Linked DNA regions of Lactuca sativa: region 1 is linked to region 2. A link is a contact called in public Hi-C data. All regions are on one chromosome and are shown on one strand. Each heading gives the region's core, a stretch centred on a gene start, on an enhancer-like site or on the middle of the called end of the contact. The rest is flanking DNA. Distances are from core to core; before and after follow the strand shown. Region 1 holds the start of LOC111879895 (U-box domain-containing protein 1). Region 2 holds the start of LOC111879843 (GDP-Man:Man(3)GlcNAc(2)-PP-Dol alpha-1,2-mannosyltransferase).

Region 1 (4,205 bases), core at 1,046-3,545, 400 kb after region 2:
TTGCTAAAACTTAATATAGCTCCAACTTGGGAAAAGAAAGTTACAAGTAGGCTAGACAAGATGCAAAGAAAGCACTGGTTGAAACGAGTCTTTGACATGTGAAGAGGTGTAAAGGTGATTTTAATCAAAGAAGGAGAAAATGGAATCTACAAACATCCTAAGGCAAGAGAGAAAACAACATGAGCACAGAAAGCATAAGGATGACTATTATCTAATTCCAATGAAAAATAAGGGTATTATGAGGAAATGAGGTACTTATTTTCATTCTTTATTTTATTAAGCTAGTTTGCTCGTGAGGGATGACAATGAAGTGATGTACAATGAGTGTTTATCAAGCGAGTAATTCAAAAGGGCTTTAAGGAGGATAAGGAAAGACAAAACCCCAATTCACTATTACCAAGTGACCATTTCTTTTCTTGGTTTGACTATCGTTATTTAGAACCGCCTCCTTGTGAATGCGTTTTGGATGATGGGACAAAATGTATAAATCTTCATAAAAGAAAGCTTCATAAAAAATGTATAGATAATTTGTATGGGCAAAGAGCCCAAATAGAAAAGAGAGATGACCCAATTGATCAGTTCATACACATAGAAGAATGACTCAATGCACAAACAAACAACCAACAAGCACCGATGTCAAAGCCTGTCACATGGAACATAGTTACTTCTGTTGAGGTTTTGGTTCAGTGTTTATTGAGATTCGGCTGATCATACCTGAAACCCAAACAACATCAGCTGTTTTTCCTTTAAATTTTTAGTTTAAGCCTTAAGTTAAGGGCAACCTACAATTTTTTTATTTTTTATTTGGTTTGGTTTGGTTTGGGCATTTGAGCATCGTCACAATCATTTCCAGGTCATTGTGGTCATGCTAACTCCATGTTAATTCTCTCTATACATATAATAAAGCTGAAAATGCATAATTTACAAAGACACAATGTCAATTGGTCCTTTTTTTGTTTTGAGAAAATTTTGACCAAATCTTCTAAATTTATAAATTCCCAAGTCTTGGCTTTTAACTGTAAAGAACCACTGCATCACATGTGTTATGTGTATGTGTATGACAAGGTCAAGGCTTATCATCTTTTTGTTCCAAAATATAATTTCACAAGACTTGTTCTTACCATCTATATAATATGCATACATGACAAGGACCTCTCATCATTCATCATTCATCCTATTCTAATTCTACATAAATTAATTAAAATAAAATGGTGTACAACTAATTATTTCAAACTAATCGGTCTTACCAAGCCCAATATCAGGCTCTTATTTTGTCCTTTCCTCTGTTTATTCAACACTTATAGGTCTCAATAAAACCAAGTCTTTTGGGAAAATTTCAACAAAGCAACCTCCTCCTACTTAATAACCCATTGTCATCCTCACAAATTATTGGTGCTTTTAGCATACACAATCTCTTTTTTTTTCCTGTCATTAAACAAACTTCACCATATTTTTGTAAACCTAAATGTTACAATTTTTACGAAACCGGGTTAGAATATTAGACTAGAATAAAAATACATCTCGGGAATATTACGAAAGATTTGCTGATGTTGATTTCAACAGCTAATAATCTAAAAAGAAACTGCCAATTCACCAAGTCAACAGCTAATATCCATGCACTTGCTAAAAATGGAAACTTAATAATTAGGTGATACTGAACTGCATATCAGGCATCAACCATATCCTACTTCTTTTGTTGAAGATTTTATCATAACAAGTAGTTTAAATGTCGTCTTCATGCTAACAAAAATAGTTAGGGCTCAAATGAAAGATCAAGTTCCTATATCTCTTTGTAGTGTATGCTTGTACTACAGTTTATGTATAGGGTACAAATCCTAAAGCATCGAATATGCCTTAATATGGGGGTGAAAGATACGTGAAAGAAAGCAAAAAACAGCTAATCATAGCTTTGACATGGCTCTTGTGAATTAAAAAATGACTCTAAATTTGGGAGGGAATAAGAGTACTATAGGATTCAATTTAATATTTCCAACTAGTAAAAAAGGGGTGAAAGGTGCTTGAAAGAAAGCAAAAAATCAAAGCTTTGACATGGCTCTTATGAATATAAAACTTGGGAGGGAATAAAATTATTATAGGATTTACTAGAAAGGCCTGCAAAGTCTCCAGATGGCAGCAGCCCGAGACTCCTGTTTTTTCCTCCTGCCTTCAACTTCATGTCATCTATATGAATACTACAAACAGAGAAAGACAAAAATTATTTTAAACAATTCAATTTTTTATAATCAGATATATGTATTCAAGTAACCAAAAACCCTCTAACCATTGATCATGAATCACACAAGAAGAAAAGAAAACCAGCATGGATGTAACTCTCCCTCCTCCTCTCATGATTTCTCAGGGCTTTCTTCCAACCGATTCTTTGTTAGAATCACTTATCCAAATCTCAAATGAAGTAACAACCATAGAGAAAATCCCAATCACACAATCCAAAAACGTCTCAACAATGATAAGAAGGATCAAACTTCTTTCATCACTGTTCGAAGAGATTCAAGAAACAAACACTCAACTCCCACCTTCTTCCATCTTGTGTTTGACGGAGCTCTATTCTGTTATTCGGAGGGTGAAATCATTGATACAAGCGTGTGAACAAGGTAGCTGTTTATGGAACCTTGTTCGAGCAGAAAGCATTTCGAATCAGTTTCATGTGATTGTAAAAGAAATGAGTAGGGCTTTAGATATCTTACCTCTCAGCTTGTTGAAGATAGGCGCAGACACAAGGGAGCAAGTGGAGCTTCTTCATAGGCAAGTCAAACGAGTTGACTTGATGACCGATTCTAAAGAGGTTCAAAGAAGAGAGGAGCTTCTTCAAGTGATGATGGCTAGTACTAAAAGTAAAAGCAGGAGTAAAGCCGTCATTGATTTTGAGAAACTCAAAGTGATTATGACTCGAATCGGCTTGAAAACGCCGTTCGATTACGAAGAGGAGATTTCAAAACTCGAGGCGGAAGCGGAAAAGCAAGCGGGAACCGGTGGACTCATTGTGGTTTCCAACATTAACAATCTAATTTCGCTTGTTTCATTGTCGAAATCGATCGTTTTCAGTAAACACGACCATGCAATAGCCCAAGAGGAGGATAAAAATTCCCAGAGTCGACGTTATTCGTTTTCTCAATCGATGGTGATCAACATTCCAGACGAATACCGTTGCCCGATTTCCCTCGATTTAATGCGGGACCCGGTAATTGTAGCATCAGGCCACACATACGACCGTGTCTCAATTGCACAGTGGATTAACTCTGGGCACCACACGTGTCCCAAAAGTGGGAAGCGGCTGATCCACATGGCACTCATTCCAAACTACGCGCTCAAAAGCTTGATTCACCAATATTGTGATGAAAACAACTTACCCGTGGATGAAAATGCTCCCGCAACTTCATCGACTCATAGTTTTGAGAAAAACCCTAGTGTGAAGCGGAAACTACCTGAAAAGGCAATTGATCATATTTCTGCCACCAAATCCGCCATGGATGCGGTTAAAATGACAGCGGAATTTTTGGTGGGAAAACTAGCGATGGGTTCGGTTGATATCCAGAGGCAAGCGGCGTATGAGTTGAGATTGCTAGCGAAAACCGGGATGGATAACCGGAGGTTAATTTCAGAGGCGGGAGCGATTCCTTTTCTGGTAACGTTACTTTCGTCGCATGACCCGAGAATTCAAGAGCATGCAGTCACGACACTTCTAAACCTTTCGATATTTGAAAACAATAAGCTGTTGATAGTGGCGGCAGGAGCGTTAGACAGTATAGTAGACGTATTGGGTTCTGGTAAAACAATGGAGGCAAGAGAAAATGCAGCAGCGGCTATATTTAGCTTATCGCTAATTGATGATTATAAAGTGGTTATCGGGAGTCGTCCGAAAGCTATTCCTTATTTGATTGGGTTGTTGAAAGATGGAACTACAACCGGGAAAAGAGATGCAGCAACTGCATTGATTAATCTTGCGGTTTACAGTGTAAATAAAGTGAATGTGGTTGTTTCAGGGGCAATACCTGTTTTGATTGATTTGTTGATGGATGATAAGGCGGGAATCACTGATGACGCGCTTGCGGTGCTTTCGTTGCTGTTGGGGTGTTGTGAGGGACGTGATGAAATACGAAAGAGTAAGGTTTTGGTTCCGATTTTGATTGATCTTTTAAGGTTTGGATCTCCGAAAGGAAAGGAGAATTCCATTACTCTGTTATTGG
Region 2 (3,870 bases), core at 517-3,016:
TCTTTGTTTCACTGCTCTTATTATTTGATTTTATTTTTAAGATGATGATGATGATGATAGTTTGGTTTGGTTGATTTGTAGAACATGTATGCTCAACTACTGCCTCTAGCGCTGCCTGCACCACCAGGTATGGGTGGAGGAGGATTTGCTCCACCACCACCACCACCAATGGGTGGAATGGGGATGCCGCCTATGCCACCATTTGGAATGCCACCAATGGGCTCTTACTGATTCATTCATTATTGGTGGTTGAAAGAACAAACTTGAACAGTTTCCAGTCGTGTGTTTTGGGGGTTAAAAGGTAGATTTGTTCTAGATATGAGAATAAATATGGCGTGGTTCTACTTTTTTTTTTTTTTTTTTTTTTTTTTTTTTTTTTTTTTTTTAATTCTTATAGGTGTGGATAAGTTTTTCTTGTAATTTTTTTTGGGTAGTTGAGGAATTTTTTGCAGGTGGATAGGCAAGATGAGGGAGTATAATCATGTATTATGAATTTATGATGTATCAGAACAATTCGGATCAGTATTCAATAGGATGGAGGATGTATTATGCTACTTTTTATATGGACTTTTTAGCTTGTATTCTCGTATCCTGTTTTATTATCACAAGAAACACAAATCCACCATTTTTTACACACTTGTACTATCTATATATCAATCCCAATCAATTTAAGCGAATCCAGGATAATTGCATCACCTCCAGATTTTACCTTATTTCATTGCACTTTTTCTTTTCAATTTACATGTAATGTAACTCGACCACTGGATTTCTCTTTTCGAGTAATATTATAATTTGTTGCTAATCTTTCTAAATTTTCTTTTAATTGATCTTTTTATAATACCATCAAATCAAAATCAAAAAGATATACTGTATTATTATCCTTACAACATCATCAGATTTTAAAAAATATATTAACCACATGCTTAGCTACAAGTTTTCTTTATAAAAGCAATTTTAATTTAGGGGGTGTTTGGGTGTGTTTTTTTTTTCACTCTAAAAGTGCTTTTAGGTAAACATGTTTATGTTTATTTGTTTGTAGTGGTGGAAAAATGGGTTATTTAAAAAGTGTTTGGATAAGCTTTTATGGTGAAAAAGCCAATAAGTCAATATATTAAAAAATGTTTGGCTTAAAAAATGATTTTTGAAGTTATTTTAGTTGAAAAACCATAAGCAGTTTTAGAAAGACAAGTTTTACATGCTTGTTAAAAAATGCTTTTTGAAGTTTATAGAAAAGTTATTCTGAAAAAATGCTTTTGAGCTTGTCAAACATGTTTTTTTTTGACTTATTAGCTTTTCAAAAAGCTAATAAGCCGTTTTGAAAAGCATTCCCAAACACCCCCTTAATATTTAATAGAGTTTGCAAAAAATTATTTATAAAATCCAAAAAGATTTCAACTTACACTAGATATCCAAAAACTTTTCAACTTGCACAACATAGCCAACGGCATTTGAGATTTTCCGATGACAATAGGATTCTATTGTGAGACTTTTCTGACGACAAAAGATTAAAATTGAGGGCATTGGTTTGTCCGTGATTGGTAAGTTGAAAATTTTTCGGATTTGTAATTTAATTTGAAAATTGTTTTTGGATTTCGTCCATAAATTTTTGCAAACTACATGGATCATTTTTTTTTTTTCATAAAAATAACAGAATTAACAATAAAAATTGTTAAGTGGGAAGAGTAATAACTCTACTTAAAAACCAAAAGAAAAAAAAAAGTTAGGATTTTTGTCATTCCGTATAAAACTTGGGACGTATGTCTGTTAGTCACTATATTTTCACTCTCTCGAGTTCTTTCCTTTCAATGGCATAACCACAGAAGTCTTCCGTTTTCTTTCTTGCTTTATTTCTACCCAGTACCCAAACTCAACTCAAGCACAGTTTAAATTTTCGATATCACCCGCCGCTGCTGAAAACATCTGAAGATGGTGATTCTAATACTGATAAGGATATTTGTAGTTTCAACAATTTTGACTAAAGTAATAAGATTCATTTGGGCTTTAATTGTCGCCCGGTTTGACAGAAAGAAGGCCGTAGGGTTCTTTCACCCTTACACCAACGACGGCGGAGGTGGAGAAAGAGTTTTGTGGTGTGCAGTTAAAGCTATTCAAGAAGAACGCCCTGATCTTGATTGTGTTATCTACACCGGCGATCATGATGCTTCTCCTGACAGCCTCATCCTCCGCGCCGTCGATCGGTTTGGTGTTAAGTTGCTTTCTCCTCCCAAGGTAATTTCCAATGTTTCTGTGATGAAATGCCTAAAATTCGTATTTAATGATTCTGAAAATTAACTTTAGTTAGTAAACCCTAACTGTTGAATCACAAAATCTAGATATGCATAATTTCAAGTGATTTATGCATAATTCAGTCCATGTCAAGTGAGGACGTGCTTAGGAACTTCAAGTCCGATCCATGAAGTTGAAATCTAAGCACAATCTGATTAAGTTCGATGCATCATGTGATGATGAACACTGTGATTAAACTCGTTAGTTGATTCATCCATGCTGTTTTTCCGAGTCTGCTTAATTTCTTATGATAATTGTGATTTCTATCAGGTTGTGCACTTACAAGAAAGGAAATGGATCGAAGAAACAACATATCCTCGCTTCACCATGATTGGTCAAAGTTTTGGTTCAATCTACCTTTCATACGAAGCTTTGACCAAATTTGTTCCATTATACTATCTGGATACAAGTGGATATGCCTTTACCTATCCACTCGCCCGACTTTTTGGTTGCAAAGTCATCTGCTACACACATTACCCAACAATCAGCTTAGATATGCTTTCTCGTGTTCATTCAAGGAGTTCCATGTATAATAATGACGCCATTGTTGCTAAAAGGTTAGTTGCATAATTGTTCCACTCCATTAGTTGTTTTTACATAAATCATTGAAGTTATGTAGATTAGTGAGTGCTAATCATTCCTTACATAATTGTGATGACAGTGTACTGCTATCACAGTTGAAAGTTGTATATTACAAATTTTTTAGCTGGATGTATGGCTTTGTTGGTTCTTGTGCAAATCTTGCAATGGTAAACTCTTCATGGACACAATCGCATATTGAAAAGCTTTGGAGAATTCCAAATCGTACTAAACGAGTTTATCCTCCTTGTGATACAACTGGATTGCAGGTTTGTTTTTTTATGCCTCATACCTAATTATATACTTTTAAGTTTTAACACATACTTATACTTATGAGATCATAATCATATTAGTTACTGTTTTTAAACAATTACCTAACAGGAACTTCCACTGGAAAGAGAAACAACACCACCTAAAATCATTTCAGTGGCTCAATTTCGACCAGAGAAGGTGTGGTTTTTTATTAAAGGTGTTCAAAGCATTAAAAATTTGCAGGATCTTTGATAGCTGATATAATATTTTTGGTTAAAATAAAAATTTTATGTCAGGCACATGCTGTTCAGCTTCAGGCTTTTGCACTTTGCATCAAGAAACTGAATGTGGAGACTCGTAGACCTAAACTCCAGGTTGTTGGTAGCTGTAGAAACGATGCTGATGAAACAAGATTACAGAATTTGAAAGATTTAGCAATTGAACTCATGATAGAAGAGGATGTAGAGTTCCATAAGAATGTGTCCTACAGGTTTGTCTCACTTCACATTATATCACTACTTTCATTAGTGATTAAACTGTTTTACTTTTTGTATTAAAAAAAATCATTTTATTTGGTTTTGAAAATCAAGCGCAAAAATAAAGAAAACTACAACTTAATTTCACCATTTGATTGATTTGCCACTAAACTATTATTTCTAATATGTTTATTATAACACTAGTTAAACCATTATACGTTTTTGCCTGTTAATTTTTTTTTTCAGTTACCCGGTTATCAAAAAAAAAAAAAAAAAA

The links. Hi-C and Micro-C count contacts between places; a contact is called where the count stands out from the background.
Region 1: a Hi-C map of leaf shows a contact between it and region 2, with 2.8 times the contacts expected there. The contact joins the promoter of LOC111879895 here to the promoter of LOC111879843 in region 2. A contact is called at or near these places in 2 of 4 Hi-C or Micro-C datasets (leaf and seed).

What each region holds. Positions count from the first base shown.
Region 1 is chr2:221,084,344-221,088,548 of Lsat_Salinas_v11, forward strand. LOC111879895 (U-box domain-containing protein 1) reads left to right here and starts at 2,296. Exons shown (of 1, transcript XM_023876326.3): 1 at 2,296-4,205. The coding sequence starts at 2,321.
Region 2 is chr2:220,683,062-220,686,931 of Lsat_Salinas_v11, forward strand. LOC111879843 (GDP-Man:Man(3)GlcNAc(2)-PP-Dol alpha-1,2-mannosyltransferase) reads left to right here and starts at 1,767. Exons shown (of 7, transcript XM_023876275.3): 1 at 1,767-2,229; 2 at 2,557-2,843; 3 at 2,948-3,134; 4 at 3,247-3,315; 5 at 3,414-3,607. The coding sequence starts at 1,927. LOC111879850 (clathrin heavy chain 1) reads left to right here. Exons shown (of 27, transcript XM_023876287.3): 27 at 82-561. The coding sequence ends at 231.